2 separate regions of the Mus musculus genome follow, and region 2 is linked to region 1. A link is a contact called in public Hi-C data. All regions are on one chromosome and are shown on one strand. Each heading gives the region's core, a stretch centred on a gene start, on an enhancer-like site or on the middle of the called end of the contact. The rest is flanking DNA. Distances are from core to core; before and after follow the strand shown. Region 1 holds the start of Dnm2 (dynamin 2). Region 2 overlaps Dnm2 (dynamin 2).

Region 1 (7,146 bases), core at 3,019-5,518:
GTAACGCTGTAAGGCAGTCAAACACTCAAGGAACAAACTGTAACCCCACTTCCTTCTGAGATTCCGATTCAGAAAGGCAATACATTCACAGGAAGGAGTCTAGCCTCCGCTTTCCAGGCTGGAACCCCAACTTCCTGGGTTCCTGTCCAAATGGGGGTGGGGTAGGGGAAAAAAGCCCAGCTAGCCTCTTTGCCAGTCCCTCAATTAAATAGCAACGATTAGGTAGAAACCAAGCCCTCCTGAGAGCCATAGCTAGCTCACAAAGCTGGCTGGCTCAGATGCTGGTTTCAAATGCTAACGCTTCTAAAATGGTAAAAGCAGTCCTGGTTAGAAGATCCAGTGAGTTACCCGTGAAGTCAGCTCACCCCAGGGTGAGGGTCTCAGTCTTACTTTTTCACTTCTGGGGGAGCAGACATTATACCACTGCCACTCTGCCCAGATTACATACAGCTCTGTCTTAGAGCAGAGAAACCTGGGGTCTGGCTGCCTCACCTACCATGCACAAAGTTCTCAGTTCCATCCCCAGTACTACATAAACCCAAACATGGTGGTGCACTCCTGCAATGCCAGAACTCAGAAGGTAAAGGTAGGAGATCCAGAGTTCTAGGTTAGCCTCAGCTCTATAGCCATTTCAATGTCAGCCAAGATTCAATCATTGGCGCTCAGGTAAAACGCCAGGCATCACTATGCACGCCTGTCATCACAGCACTGTAATGGTCCAGGCAGAGAGATCCCTGGGGCTCGCTGGCCAGTCAGCCTAGACTACAAGTGACTCAAACCCACAAAGACGACGGCTCCTGAGGAACCATGATTAAGGCTGCCCTCTGACCCCACACACTCATATTCAGACACTTGTGCACAGACACACACTCAGGAACCTGGGGCCTAGAATGCCCAATCAATGCCCTTGACTAAAGTCACAGCTTTGGTAGACCCATGCTTGGGGCCTCAGGCCTCTACCTCATTATTACTAAAACCTTCAGGGTAGTTTCAGGCTCTGTAGAAATCTGGACCTCATGTGAAACCTGTTACATTTCAAGCCCTTGGCCTCCAGGGCTAGCAATCTGCATGCAAGTCTCGGCAAGGGGCTGGGCCCACTGAGCTGTCCTAGTGTACACTAATGTTCTTAGAAAAATCTAAGGCAGCCCTGACAGGAAGCATTTTGAGCTGTCCCTAGGTGCTGGGCTGGCCCAAGCCCTTGGCACACTCTCCTTTGCTCCTGGCTGACAACCAGATGCCCCTGGATGGATATTCAAGAACAGCAGAGGAAAGAAACAGCACAAGGGTCAGACAGACTCATAGTTCTGACTCTGTTTAATAAAGTCCATAGCAGGAAATAAAGAATGGGATTGAGTGGGCCTCTTGGCAAAGTCCTGCAACACAGGTACGTTATGCATTCTAGAGTAAAATGAACTTAATGCCATAGTGGTGTGTGCTTGTGACCCCAGCACTTAGAAAATGAAATCGGACAACTGCTGCTACAATTCTGGAGGCCAACCTATGCTATAGTAAGTTCCAGGTCAGCCTGGACTACAGTATGAGACTGTTTCAAAATAAACAAACAAAAATTTTTTTAAAATTAAAAAACAAAAAACCAAAATAACCCCCACCCAGGAACGGTGCTGTATGCCTTTGATCCCAGCACTCAGGAGGTAGAACTAGGTGCATCCCTGTATGTTCAAGGCCAGCCTGTCTACATTCTGAGATGCTTTTTAAAACATTGATCAATAGCTAGGCTTGGTGGACTTGCCTTTAATCTCATCACTTGAGAGGTAGAGGCAAGTCTCTCAGTTAGAGGCCAGCCTGGCCTATAAAGGTGGCTCCAGGACAGCCAGGCTCTGTTACTCAGAGAAACACTGTCTCAAAAAAACCAAAAAACAAATAGATAAATAAACGAACAAACAAACAAACAAACAGGGATATGTGTATATACATATACATAAAATTTTTATTTCATTACCTAAAAGCCATAGGTGTTTTTGAGTATGAATGCAATCAAAGAGAACATAAATATCAACAATATTTCTTATTAGTTTGGTGCTGGGAACTGACCCCTGGGTCTTATTCATGCTAGGCAAGTACTCCATGCCCGAGCGTCACCACACAGCCCTCTCATGGCTTTTTTTTTTTTTTTTGGAGACAGGACTAACAATGGAGCCCATGTTGAACTCAAACTCAAGAAATCTCCTGCCTCAGACTCCCAAAATCCTAAGATCACAGGTGCAGCTAATTCAACCTAAATGTACACTTCCAAGTACCCAGTCCCTGCAGTCTTGAATCAACTTTTGAGGTTTTTTTGAGACTGGGTCTCAATATGTAGCCCTAGCTGCCCTAGAACTCTACTCTATGTAGAGTGAGCTAGCCTCAAATTTAGAGATGTTCTGCCTCCACAAAAGACTGGTAACAACAATAACAGAGGGTGTGTGTGTGAGTGTGTGTGTGTGACCCAATGATAGGGTGAGACAGAGAGAGGTGGATCCCTGGAGCTCACTGGCCAGCGAGAATAGCTGAGTGAGATCAGTTAGCTGCATGGTGTGTGTGTGTGTGTGTGTGTGTGTGTGTGTGAGAGAGAGAGAGAGAGAGAGAGAGAGAGAGAGAGAGACCCAATGAGATCGGTGAGCTGCATGGTCAGTGAGAGACCATGTCTCTACAATTTAAGATGGAAGGACAATGACATAGCTCAATGGATACTAGGACTTGCTATATAAGTCTGCGGCCCGGTGTTTAATCCCCACATAAATTTTGAAGGACTTCACAAAGATTATGCCCTCTGACTTCCACAAATGCACTCTGGCACACACTTGGACACACACACACACACACACACACACACACAATGATAATGTCCACAGCAAAGCAAATGTTAACACTGGGTAGGCACACACTGCAGCATCATACATGGAACACTTCCTGGAATGGAGAAGTGCTGCTGCGGGGAGAGGCAGAGGGGGAGGGGACAGGAGTAAATCAACATCCCTCCTTCACTCACTTCCTGGATCCTACAAACAGCTGCAAGTGGAATTTGCCCACTGGACAGATGGAACAAGCTGAGGCTCCCAGAGCTATCTAGAGAGCATTCCAACTGGGAAGCTCTAGGTTAGGGGATCCTAGCCCAAGAAAGAATCCTAAAGAATGTTTCTTCCCAAGTTCTCCAACCTCTGTCACTCAGAGAGGATGGACAGGCAGGGATGCCTGGGTGGGAATGGAGAACAGACTAATGGATGGATTCAAAGAGCCAGTCGGCCCAAGAGAACCAGATAACAGGAGGCTCCCAAAGTTCAGCCAGTCAGATGGCAGAGGCCAACTCACGTAAATAAGGGGCACAGATGGGCATTTGCACACGAGAGGTCACCTTAGATGGCTAGCCAGACAACGGTGGACTTCAGAGTGAGTTTGGACAGATGGGACAACCAAATGGTGCCGGTAGGAAGCCTGTCTAGAACAGATAACCAGCTAACCAGGCAAGAGAGCAGGCTCCAGAAAATAACTGGCCAGACAGACCCCAGGGGTCATTCCCCATGGATGGCTAAGTGGCAAGTGTTATCTTCAACATCTTAGCACACACACTAAGATTTCCAGGTAGCAGAAGGAAAGAGGAGTGGATCTATCCCGGACTACAGGTAAAGCGATGTCAGAGTTGCCCAGCCATAGCCGGAACTAGAAGCACCAAGAGGGGTCGGCACTGACCGTCTTGCCCCAAACACCGCCCACTATCATCGACTAGTCCCAGACTTGGATCTGCATCTCCAGTCCCTGCGGAAAGCCATGGAGACTCTTGCCCCAGACCTTATCCACTGCCACCGGTGCTGCGGCGTCCGCGAGCCGCAGTTCCGCCATTCCCCGCCCGCCCTCCGCGCCCTAGGCCGCCGCCCGCCCTCCCGGCCGGAGCCCCAGAACCGCCGCCGGCGCGCTCGCTCACCGGCCCACGAAGTTCTCGAGCACCGAACTTTTGCCGGCGCTCTGGCCGCCCACCACGGCGATCTGCGGCAGGTCCAGGTGGCAGCTCTGACCGATGGAGCTGAAGGCGTCCTGCAGCTTGTTAACCAGCGGGATGAGCTCTTCCATCCCGCGGTTGCCCATGGTGTCCGCCTCCGCCGCGCGGATCCCCCGACTAAGACTCTCGGTTCCGATGTGTCTGTGGCCGTTGCTTCCTCCTGCTCTGCTCTGCCGGCCCGCCCGGTCTCCCCTTCGCCGCGACGCCCGCTCCCGGCTCGGCCTCAGAGTCGCCGCCTCATCCGGTTCTCAGGCGACACCCGACCCGAGCGAACAACCCTCCCGGCCTCCGGGGCGGAGTCCGCAACCCTACTGCTATATCCAATTGGTTCAAAGCACTGCCACTCAAGAACGTGAGCCAATAAAAAAGGCACGAGGAAGGGCTAATCTCACAAATTCACTGGGTAATAAAACTGTCACTCTTAAGTGAAAGCCAATAGAAGTCAAACCGGGTTGTCAGACCGGGAAGGCGGGGTCTCTGGAAAAGACACTGAGGCCTCAGCTCACTAGGTTGATTCGGGTTGGCTTATTGGTCGCAGAAACGTCAACCTGCCAAGGGTGTAAGGGATCCATTCTTCAACACTGGATTGTCACTTGACACTAGTTAATTCCGTAAAAATTTCTCATTGGCTGATATAAATATCACTTCTCTACTCCAACCAGTAAGAGGAAAGAGAGCCGCAATCTTTTTCTATAGTTTCTATAGTTTTGTATGCTGGCTACAGACTCTTGATGTTCCTCCTGTCTCAGCCTCCCTCCTGCTAGGATACACGCTACTACCTTCCCAATCCTCACTGACAACTGTGTCATAAAAGTTCTTCCAACTTCCTGGCATTTGCTATCACTTTGTGATATTCTTTTTAAGCAAAAGGCCACAGTGCTCAGGGAAGCACACCGTGGTAAGGTTCAGTGGCTGTTACACCTGAATTCTTAGGCTGTAGTGAAAACCCATATTTTAGAAAGCATCGCAGTCGGGCGTGGTGTCGCGTGCCTTTAATCCCAGTACTCGGGAGGCAGAGGCAGGCAGATTTCTGAGTTCAAGGCCAGCCTGGTCTACAGAGTGAGTTCCATGACAGCCAGGGCTATACAGAGAAACACTGTCTCGAAAAACAAAACAAAACAAAACAAAACAAAAAAACTAAAACAAAAAAACAAAAAAACAAAACAAAGCAGAAAGCATCGCAGATCCCAACTCTGGAAGAATCCCAGTGCCAGTGAAAGATGAGTCGACACTTCTGCCTCATAAAGGCGTTCTCACCCTCTCGTGCTTATTTCTGTACGTTACAGAGGGTCAAGTCTACAGTTCCATTAAGCCAAGCAAGTGTTTTGCGGATGGCTACAACTGTAGGTTTATTTTTACTTTAATTTTTTTTTTCTCCTAGACCAATGGCTCAGTACTTGCTGCCTTGGGAGCCGACTCAAATTTGGTTCCCAGCACCTGCATGACAACTCACACAACCATCAGTGATTCCAGTTCCAGGAATCTGACACCCTCGTCTGGCCTCCACTAGAAACAGACACAGACATAATGCACATACCGACATGCAGGCAAAAAAAAAAAAAATCCATGTACAATTTTTTTAATTTACATAAAATAACAGTTAAAAAGTTTTAAAGATTTATTTTATTTTTATGCGCACCAGATCTGTGCCCGGTGCCCACAGAAGTCAGGAAGGATCAGATTCCCTAGAACTGGAGTTCTGGATGGTTTTATATGAGATTTTAAATGTGTGGGTGCTGGGAACAACAACTGTTCTTAACCACTGAGCTGTCTCTCTAACCCCAAACTTTTCTTTTGCATGCATGGTGTTTGGTCTTGCAGGAATATTTTGTTCACCAGAGTCATGCAGGACCAAGAAAACCAAAAGAGGGCATCAGATCCTCTCAGAACTGGAGGTACAGTTACAAGCTGCTATATGGGTGCTCAGAACTGAACCCACCTCCTCTACAGGAGCAACAAGTGCTCTAAACTGCTAAACCACCACGACTCCAGCCCCTTTATTTTAATTATGTGTTTATGTTGGGTGTGATATAGGCACATGAGATGAGAAGAGGACATGGAATTCCTTGAAGTGGAAGTTAAGAGCAGTTGTCAGTCATCTGATTATGGGTGCTGAGAACCAAACTATAGTCCCCTCCAACAGCAGCACTCTAAACCACTCCTCCAGCCTCCATTTTTTCTCATTTGTGTGGCTGTGGTATGCTGCCCTGTGCATGTGCATACGGAGGTCACAGCTTGACATTAGGCCTTGTCACTTCTCTTAGTTTTTGAAACAGGATTTCTCAGCCAAGAGCTGGTCAGTTCAGCTGAGAAGGTTAGCCAGCAGCCGGAACTGCACACGCTCACCACCATGCTTGACTTTTTATGAGGGTCCTGGGGATCTAGGCCACCATCTCTCCAGGTGCCCCATCCACCCACCACCCAAGCCATTGTAAGGCAGAAGCCAGTATTGCAGCTGTTTCCATGTTACTTCAGCTTTACCACATCCTACATCCTTTTAACTGCCAAGTGCAATGTGGAGATTCACTCCCTAACGCAAGATGGGAGAATACACTACTTTGCAGGCAAAACTGGAGGTTCTGGAAGCACATTTGGGGGAAGGGGGAAGATGGTGGTGTTTACCTTTGACAGAGCCTCATTTCACAGAGCCTTGACTCAAGGCTGTGTAGCCAAGGATGGTCTTAAACTTCAATCCTTCTGCCTCTAACTCTTACAGGCAGGAGCCACCACACCCAGTGTATCAAGAACTCAGAGCTTCTTTTCATGGCCAGGTCCCAGCATTTGTTCTGTATTTGTTTCCTTTTAGGAGGGCTGTGTTTACCTGAGACACAGTCTGTCTAGCATAGGACGACCCTTACTGTGTATCCCAGGCGGGCCTGCAACTCCCAGTCCTCTTCCCCCAGTCTCTTGAACATAGGATTTTGGCCATGCCGCCAATTGCCCGGGTGGAACAATTAATAATAATAATTATTAAATCAGTAATAATTTAATGCTTCTGGGCACACATGTGCTTGAATAAGCCCAGTAAGGAGGCAGCAGGAATGTACACTCTGGAAAGCAGCTGACAGGAGGTGGTACAGGGGTCGCACCGAAGCTGTGAGCAAGAAGATGACAGAGGGAGACCCTGATCTTTAAAAACAAAAACAAAACAA
Region 2 (7,505 bases), core at 2,719-5,218, 56 kb before region 1:
ATTGGAATTCATTCTCTTCTCTTTCTTTTTCTCTTTTATTGATACTGCCATTGTTGGGAGTCAGGATTTATAAATGTTAGGAGAGTGTTTTACCACCACGCTGCTCCTGAGCCAGCTTCAAATCACAGCGCATCTGACGTCAGACTCGCCTCTGGGATCTCATCAGTTCACATGCACGCACACCCACGTGACAACATGTGTGTATGTTATACAGATACTCTCACAGCTGCACTCCGAGTTCAAGCCAGCATCAGCCCATGTGTGGCTTTCTTTTCTTTCCTCCTTTTTTTTTGAGACAGGATTTCTCTGTGTAGCCCTGGCTATCCTTGAACTCAGAGATCCGCCTGCCTCTGCCTCCCAAGTGCTGGGATTAATGATGTGCACCAACATGCTTGGCTTATGTGTGGCTCTGTTTTCAAACATACTAATGTAAAATTAAGAGTATGGCTGAGGGCTGGAGAGAGGGCCTGAGTTCAATTCTCAGTTCTCACATGGTGGCTCCCACCTGTCTCGAACTCTGGTTCCAAGGGATAGATGCTCTCTTCTGGCCTCTACAAGCACCTGATATGCATGTAGCACACACACATTACATGCAGACAAAATATTCATTCCCATATGGGTCTTCTCTGTGTAGCTCTGGCTATACTGGAACTTGCTCTGTAGACCATATACCTACATATGGTCCACCTGCTTCTGCCCTCCTGAGTGCTGGGATCAAAGGTGTGCACCACTATGCTTGTATGCTTGGCTAATAAATCTTAAAAAAAAAAAAAAAAAAAAAAAGATGGAACTCAGTACCACACGCACTAAAAGCCCAATCACCTCTGCAGGTGCCCAGCATGTGTGTACATGCCCATACCTGAGACAGCTGCATTCTCAAATCTGGCAGACAGAGATGCCGCTATAGTCCACTGCCAACCTCATTACAGCCCTGTCTGCTAGGATGCTAATGGTCCTAGTTTGCAAAGGCTGAAGTCGCTCCATGGACTGTACTGACTCAGGCAGCTTTCTACCCTAGTTCCTATTAACAACAGGCCAGGCTGCCTGGCAGAGGGGCTCTGGTTCCGCTGGCAAAGGTTTCTGCTGGCTCAAGGCCAGACACTCCCTGGTCACTGTGTCTTTAGCTCCTCAGTGATAACCAAGACAATATACACAGACCTAGGAGGTTGTTGGGGAGGGCGGGGTGTTGTGCAGAGTCCCTGAAGCTGGCTCTGTAAGGCCTGAACACTGTCTTCCCACAGCTCTGCTGTGAAGCCTGGTAGTGTCCACAGTGGATCCCAGAGGCTGTGTGCACAGGAAGAGCAGCAGCAGCCTCAGGAGCAGTGATGGAAACAAGCAGAAGTGTTCATGGTGTATTTCGGTGGTGTATTGTTTTGACTTTCTGTTTGTTTTCTGGGGACAGGGTTTCCCAGAGCCCAGGATGACCTCTAATTTAACACACAGCTGAGAAAGACCTTCAACTCCCGATCCTCCTGCCTCCACCTCCTGAGCAATCTCAAGTGCACCATCAGTGTAAGGTTCCTGAGGTGCTGGGAATAGAACCCAGGGCTATGTGTATGACAGAAGCATTCTGTCCTTGTTTTATTTTGAGACAGTCTCATAATATAACCCAGTCTGTCCAGCCTTGAATTCTTGCTCATCCTATTTCAGTCTCTCCATACTGTGATGACTCCATACTGTGATGACAGGCCCCTTCATCAAAGCCATATCTCCTAAGCCATGGGGTTACAGAGTGTCTAAGAGGTCCAGTACTAAATGCTGGCTTAAAGTCAAAGGAGCCAGTTTTTTCACCATGACAGGCCCAATATGAACACTTGCAGTAATTTAGATTTAAGCACCTGTAATGAGACCCCATAATTAGATTATTTTTATTCTATATGTACAAGGCCTACATATATGACTGATCACACTGTGCGTGCCTAGCGCTTGCAACACTAGGAGTATGGGAGCTCCTGGAACTGGAGTCATAGATGATTGTGAGTAAACATGGGAGTGCTGGGAACACAATCGAGGTCCACTGAGGAGGCATGGCTCCAGCTCCCCTCCTGAAGGGTTAATGACAGCTCAGGGTATGGAAGTGCAAGGCTCCAGATGCCCTAGCATTTCTCCAGCAGGTAGGGGCAGCTCTAAAACGATACAGTAGATTCACAGTAGAAAATGTCCCAACAATGGAGAAAGTCAACCACTGCCACCATAGGTGACACATGGCCCTCAACACTGGGTCAGAGTTGGAAATCACAGTCTCCCCGAAGCACTATGGAAAGGCCCGGCAAAGAACAGAACACCTTGGTCTTGAGAAAATGAACAAAGATTTAGTTGCATGTATAGAACAATCTAATCTGTAGTTGCACAAAGACATTAATGCCACCTGAACAATCATGGTGGAAGACTTCTCAATGCATTATGGGGAGGCCAGGATACAGGTTGGTGGCCACAGATAGTAATAATTCGTTTTTTCCTTTCTCTCTTTTTTTTGGGAAGGTGTGGTAGGCGACACAGTCTCCTGTAGCCCAGGCTGGCCTTGAACTCAGTTATGTAGTCAAGGGATGACACCGAGTTTCGGATCTTCCTAACTCTGCTCCCAAGTTAGGATGACAATTGTGCCTCACCACATCCTGACAGGGTGCTGGAGGTGGAAACTAGGGCTTCGCATGCTAGGCAAGTGCTATATTAGCCGCATCATGGTCCTAGGCCTCAGAATGGATCTGGAGCTGTTAGGATGGCTCCGCAGATAAAGACACTTGCCTTGGAAGCCTGGTGAACTAAGTTCGACCCCCCCACATCACCCCCAGAACCTCTGCATAAAGAGAAGGCAAGAACCCTCCTCAGAGATGTCCTCCAGCCTCCACGTGCATGCTATGGAAAACACAGGCGAGATAAACAGCTGTAAACCACCAATCAAAGAAAACACATGGTGGAACTTGTGGCTCTAGCTGCATATATAGCATAGGATGGCCTAGTGGGCCATCAATGGGAGAAGAGGCCCTTGGTCTTGTGAAGGTTCTATGCAAAAGTATAGGGGAATGCCAGGGCCAGGAAGCAGGAATGGATGGGTTGGGGATCAGGGGGAGGAGGAGGGGATAGGGGATTTTCAGAAGAAACTAAGAAATTTGAAATGTAAATAAAGAAAATATCTAAAAAAAAAAAAAAACCAAAACCAAAACCAAAACCAAAACCTCACAGTGTAAGCATGTTTGGTGCACGCCTTTAATCCCAGCACTTGGAAGGCAGAGGCAGGTAGATTTCTGAGTTCAAGGCAAGCCTGGTCTATACACTGAGTTCCAGGATCACCAGGGCTATACAGAGAAACCCTGTCTCGAAAAACCAAACAACCAAACAAAAATAAATAAATAAATAAATAAATAAATAAATATCCTTATCTTATTCAAATGCTGATTTCTGTCCCCATATCTGGTGGCAATCTGGACATGGTACTGTTGTCTATTCTAAGTATCTCTTGTCTCAATGTTGTGTATACAGTTGTTGGTTTATTCTCTGTTTTCTCAATAAAAGCTGATCTGCCAATGGCTGAGCACTGGAGAGTGTATGGCTGGACTTCTGACCTCAGCCAGGGGAGGGTAAAGAAAGAGAGGAATCTCTGTGATGCTCACCATAGGAACATATTGGAACATATAGGAACATATTGGAGCAGAGAGCCAGACACAAGATACAAGTACCTTGGAGACTATGGCTGGGAGGTCGCCAGATTAGCTTCAAGGATTAGAACAGATTAATAACTACTTAGCTATTGTGTCATATAGCTTGATTAAGTACATCTTAGAGTCTCTGACTAATTTATTTGGAAGCCAGGTTGAGTTAAAGAAAAATATTATCACTTCACAAAACTAAATTCTCAAAATTTGCTAGACATGAACAAAGAGGAAACAGAGAACTGGTACAATACCTGGTCCTTGGTTCTCCCTTCTCGCTCCCTGATGTAGGTGGTGACAATTCGCTCGGTCTCCTCTCGCAGCCGGGGGTAGGAACTCAGCTGGGGAGCAAGCACAAGGGCTGAGCTGACAAGGTCTTCATGGCCAGGCCAGGGGAGGGGAGGGGAGCCGGGAGACAAGGGCAGGCCAGTCAGGGGCATGTGGAGTGGGAAAGGCAAGAGGGTGCCGTGCATGCTGAGAGCCGCTTGCAAAGCCAGCGATTGGAGGTGGAAAGTGGCAGAGAGGGTGAATGACACTTACTACCCAGAGGTGCCAGGCAGCCCCCTCCCGCCCAGCACTAGGTGCAGGCAGGACAAACTGATGGCCCTCACTGGGCATTCGAATGAGCATAGTGCCCTGCTCCAGGATAAAAGGCACAGCGTCGGGGTCGCTGAGCTCAGGGAACCCTTTGCTGGAAAATATTCCCTGATCTCTGTGAATTTGGCAGCCATGTGGCCAATCCTCAGACTCCCTTCTTTTTATCTGGGGTAGTGAGTGACCCGAGCCACACTTTCCCCAGGAGAGGAAAGATGCTGCTAAACGCACCCCAATGCAGGAACACACAGGAGGACACAGTGGTGGCAAGGGGTGACATCTAGAAGTGAGAATGGTTTCACAGATGTGACTGTGCTTGGACATGGCAAAGGTTTCCCAACTGGACCCCAAAACTGAGAGGGTGGGACGTGTGCGCTGTACCTCCCCCACTCAGCCTGCCACGCAAAGTTCCAGATGGCACTGTGCCCAGCAGGGGTCCCCTGTAGGCAAGGTTGTCCCGATGCTCAGGGCTGACACCAATGAAGAGATGATAGGTGGGAATTGATGAGGGACAGGAGGAGCAAGACCTGTTACCTTCTCAGCACACTTTTTAATGACCGTGGCTAGCTCCGACACCACCAGGTCAACACACTTCAAACTCGGCTCTTTGAGTTTTACAAGCTGTTTTTTCACGATGGCTTCAAAGGCCATGTCGGGGGTGAAGAGCCCCGTCCTGGTCATGCGGAGGAGGGCGGGACGAGGTTGAGAGACACCCAGGGGTAGTGCAGGCCACACGCACAAATGCACACATAGGACGGGAGATAAAGAGAGAAAGAGAAGAAAGGAGAATGAGCTGGTTAGTGCATACGCAGAAAAGCCTGCACCCACATCTGTCCTGGAAGCAGCTTGGGATAAGCAAGGCCTGGGGGAGCATAGGCTGGCCTACAGCTCAAGGCTAAGTGCTACAGGACACTCAGCATAGGGCCAAAGGCATGTGAGGAATCTTAAATCATCACGTCTGTGATAAGGGACCAGAGGGTGTCAATCAGCAGCCCCTCTGGGCTTCAGTTTTTGAAATGGCCTTGTAGCACAGGCTAGCCTCCAACTTAGTATATATACTGAGGATGACCTTGAACTTCTAACTTCCTACTTCCAACTCCTGGATCCAGTTCTGGGATCACAGGTATGAGCCACCACATCTGGTCTATGGGATGCTAAGGATGGAACCCCAAGCTTTGTGCAGCCAGCCAAGCACTCTACAAACTCACCCTAACGCTAACCCCAGCCCTTGCTTGGCTGGCTTATTTTGCTCTGTTTCCCACTGGAGAAGCTGAGGAAGCAAATGGGGACTTTGCTCCAGTAGGACAGGCAGCTGAAGCAGGTGCTCTCTGCCCTTTCAGAGCTGACAATGTCGAGGTTGCACTAGCAGACGCCCTCTCCTTCCCCTCAAGCACTCCCGCTGCTTGGCAGGAGCGTGCTGTCCCAGGATACAGTCCTCCCAGAGGAGCCTGGTGGTTTGGGCCAAATGGAGGCAGTTGCCCATGAAGAGTGGGCATGAGTCCTCATTGAAGACCATGAGGACTGAGTGTGGAGTTACCTGGGAGGGGTGGGGATGGAACAAGGGCAGCACAGGGCACAGTGAAGGCTGGCAGAGCCACTGTGGAACCCAAGTAGCTCTGTGAAGCTGGGCACTGAGCTCTCAGTATGCCACCAGTGTTTATGTTCTTCCCAGTGCCATGGGAACAGAGAAGTGACCCACTCCAAAGAAGCAGGCATTTGTCATTTTTCAAGGGGGATAACAGTGAAGCTTCGGGAGCCTTGGCCTCCAACAGCTGAAGAGGAATACCCGATCTGCTTCCCTCGCAAGCAGCAAAGCAACACAGCCAGATGACATCCCCATTCCACCATACGCATGCTGGGCTTGGTATCAGGATCCCAGGAGACCTGTCACCAGTCTAGCTGGTTCTAAGAAGCCCAGCATTCCCCCACCCCCTCCTGAGTGGGTCCAGACTGACACAGTCCCATCCCTGTAGGATTCTTGGAAGTGAGGTAACCTGGGGCCTGATACCAAGCCTGCGGCCCCGCGTCCGCAGGTGTGGTACCTTGCTGGTGCACTGCCTAACTGTACTGATTAGCTCCTGGATAACCAGGTCCACGCATTTCAGACAGGGCTCTTTCAGCTTGACCACCTGCTTTTTCACAATGGCCTCGAACGCCAAATCCGGCGTGAAGAGCCCAGTTCTAAAAACGTCCAGACCCAGTGGGGAAGCAGGGAGAGATAAGTCAGAGAGAAACAAAGGGTGTGGTCAGCAACTTTCTAAGCATGGCTAGGTCCCTGACAAGGAAAACTATCCCATTAAAGCTGGGGGTAGGATACCAGAGAGTCCCCAACTGGGGAGCCCTCAGGGTAACCCAAGGATCTTGGGACGCTAGAGAACAGGGTATACTTCATTGATTGCAATTAAGGAGGGGACACCAGGAGGCCCACAAGTGACCCATGATGACATGGGGCCTGTGGGCATGATTCAAGTCTGGTTCCACCCAACCTCTGGTCACTATAGATCTCACAGAACAAGGTCATGTATCCTAGGGGACACAAGTAATCAAGAGACCTAGGACAGTCACAGCCAAAACACACGCACTTTCTCTGTCCTTGAAGACTAAGATGTTTATACAGTTCTGGAAACTATCCATGAACCTTCTAAAGGCCTCACTAGCCAGGGACTCAGAAGGTTGGGGGGCCCACATGAATGGACAGGAAGAGAACATGGGAATTCCCCATGGAACTTGCCTGACTCCGTGGATGTTCTTAATAGCATAGCTGATCTCTCTTCGTAGATCTTTCTCATCAAACTCCATCTGAGAAGAAACCAACCACACATGGAGCCACGTCCAGGGCACCTCACAGCAGGAACAGTGGCTAGCTCTGTTTCTATTCACCAGTGTATCTCACAAAGATGATGTAGCAAGCTCAAACTTACAAACAACTGAAGGTCACAGAGATGGCTCAGTAGGTTAGCGTACCTGCCACTAAGCCTGCAGACCTGAGTGCATCTGGGTGTACTGGTCTGCAGAGATGGCTGTATCTGGGCATACTGGACTGCAGAGATGGCTTAGCAGTTAAGAGCACCGGCTGCTTTTGCAAAGGACCCAGGTTCAGTTCCCAGCACTCACATAATGGCTCACTAAATCAATAACTCCATTCCCTGGGATCTGGCGCCTTCTTGTGGTCATTGTAGGCAATTGGGCATGTACATGGTACACACAGCATACACTAGGCAAAATGTTCATAAACATAAGTAAAACACTAAACTTTCCAGC

Evidence for each region. Hi-C and Micro-C count contacts between places; a contact is called where the count stands out from the background.
Region 2: a contact with region 1 is called in a Hi-C map of rod photoreceptor, with 1.9 times the contacts expected there. The contact joins the enhancer-like site here to the promoter of Dnm2 in region 1. A contact is called at or near these places in 13 of 39 promoter capture datasets (3T3-L1-derived adipocytes, the C10 cell line, the HPC-7 cell line and 7 more), 50 of 484 Hi-C or Micro-C datasets (3T3-L1-derived adipocytes, the 63-12 cell line, the AML12 cell line and 34 more), 29 of 115 datasets of contacts at active chromatin or transcription factors (the 230-238 cell line, CD8 T cells, the HPC-7 cell line and 18 more) and 5 of 9 other capture datasets (adipose tissue, embryonic stem cells, liver and 2 more).

What each region holds. Positions count from the first base shown.
Region 1 is chr9:21,422,030-21,429,175 of GRCm38.p6, reverse strand. Dnm2 (dynamin 2) reads right to left here and starts at 4,268. Exons shown (of 21, transcript NM_001253893.1): 1 at 3,920-4,268. The coding sequence starts at 4,080.
Region 2 is chr9:21,477,819-21,485,323 of GRCm38.p6, reverse strand. It overlaps Dnm2 (dynamin 2), which reads right to left. Exons shown (of 21, transcript NM_001253893.1): 9 at 6,976-7,043; 10 at 6,287-6,425; 11 at 3,905-3,991. Among named protein-coding and RNA genes, the nearest start is that of Mir199a-1, 15 kb to the left of the region's middle. Within about 2 kb of position 3,968, at least 8 of the 459 cell types and tissues checked have an H3K27ac peak or open chromatin away from gene starts, as enhancers often do. A contact at or near this core is called in rod photoreceptor, where this site is marked.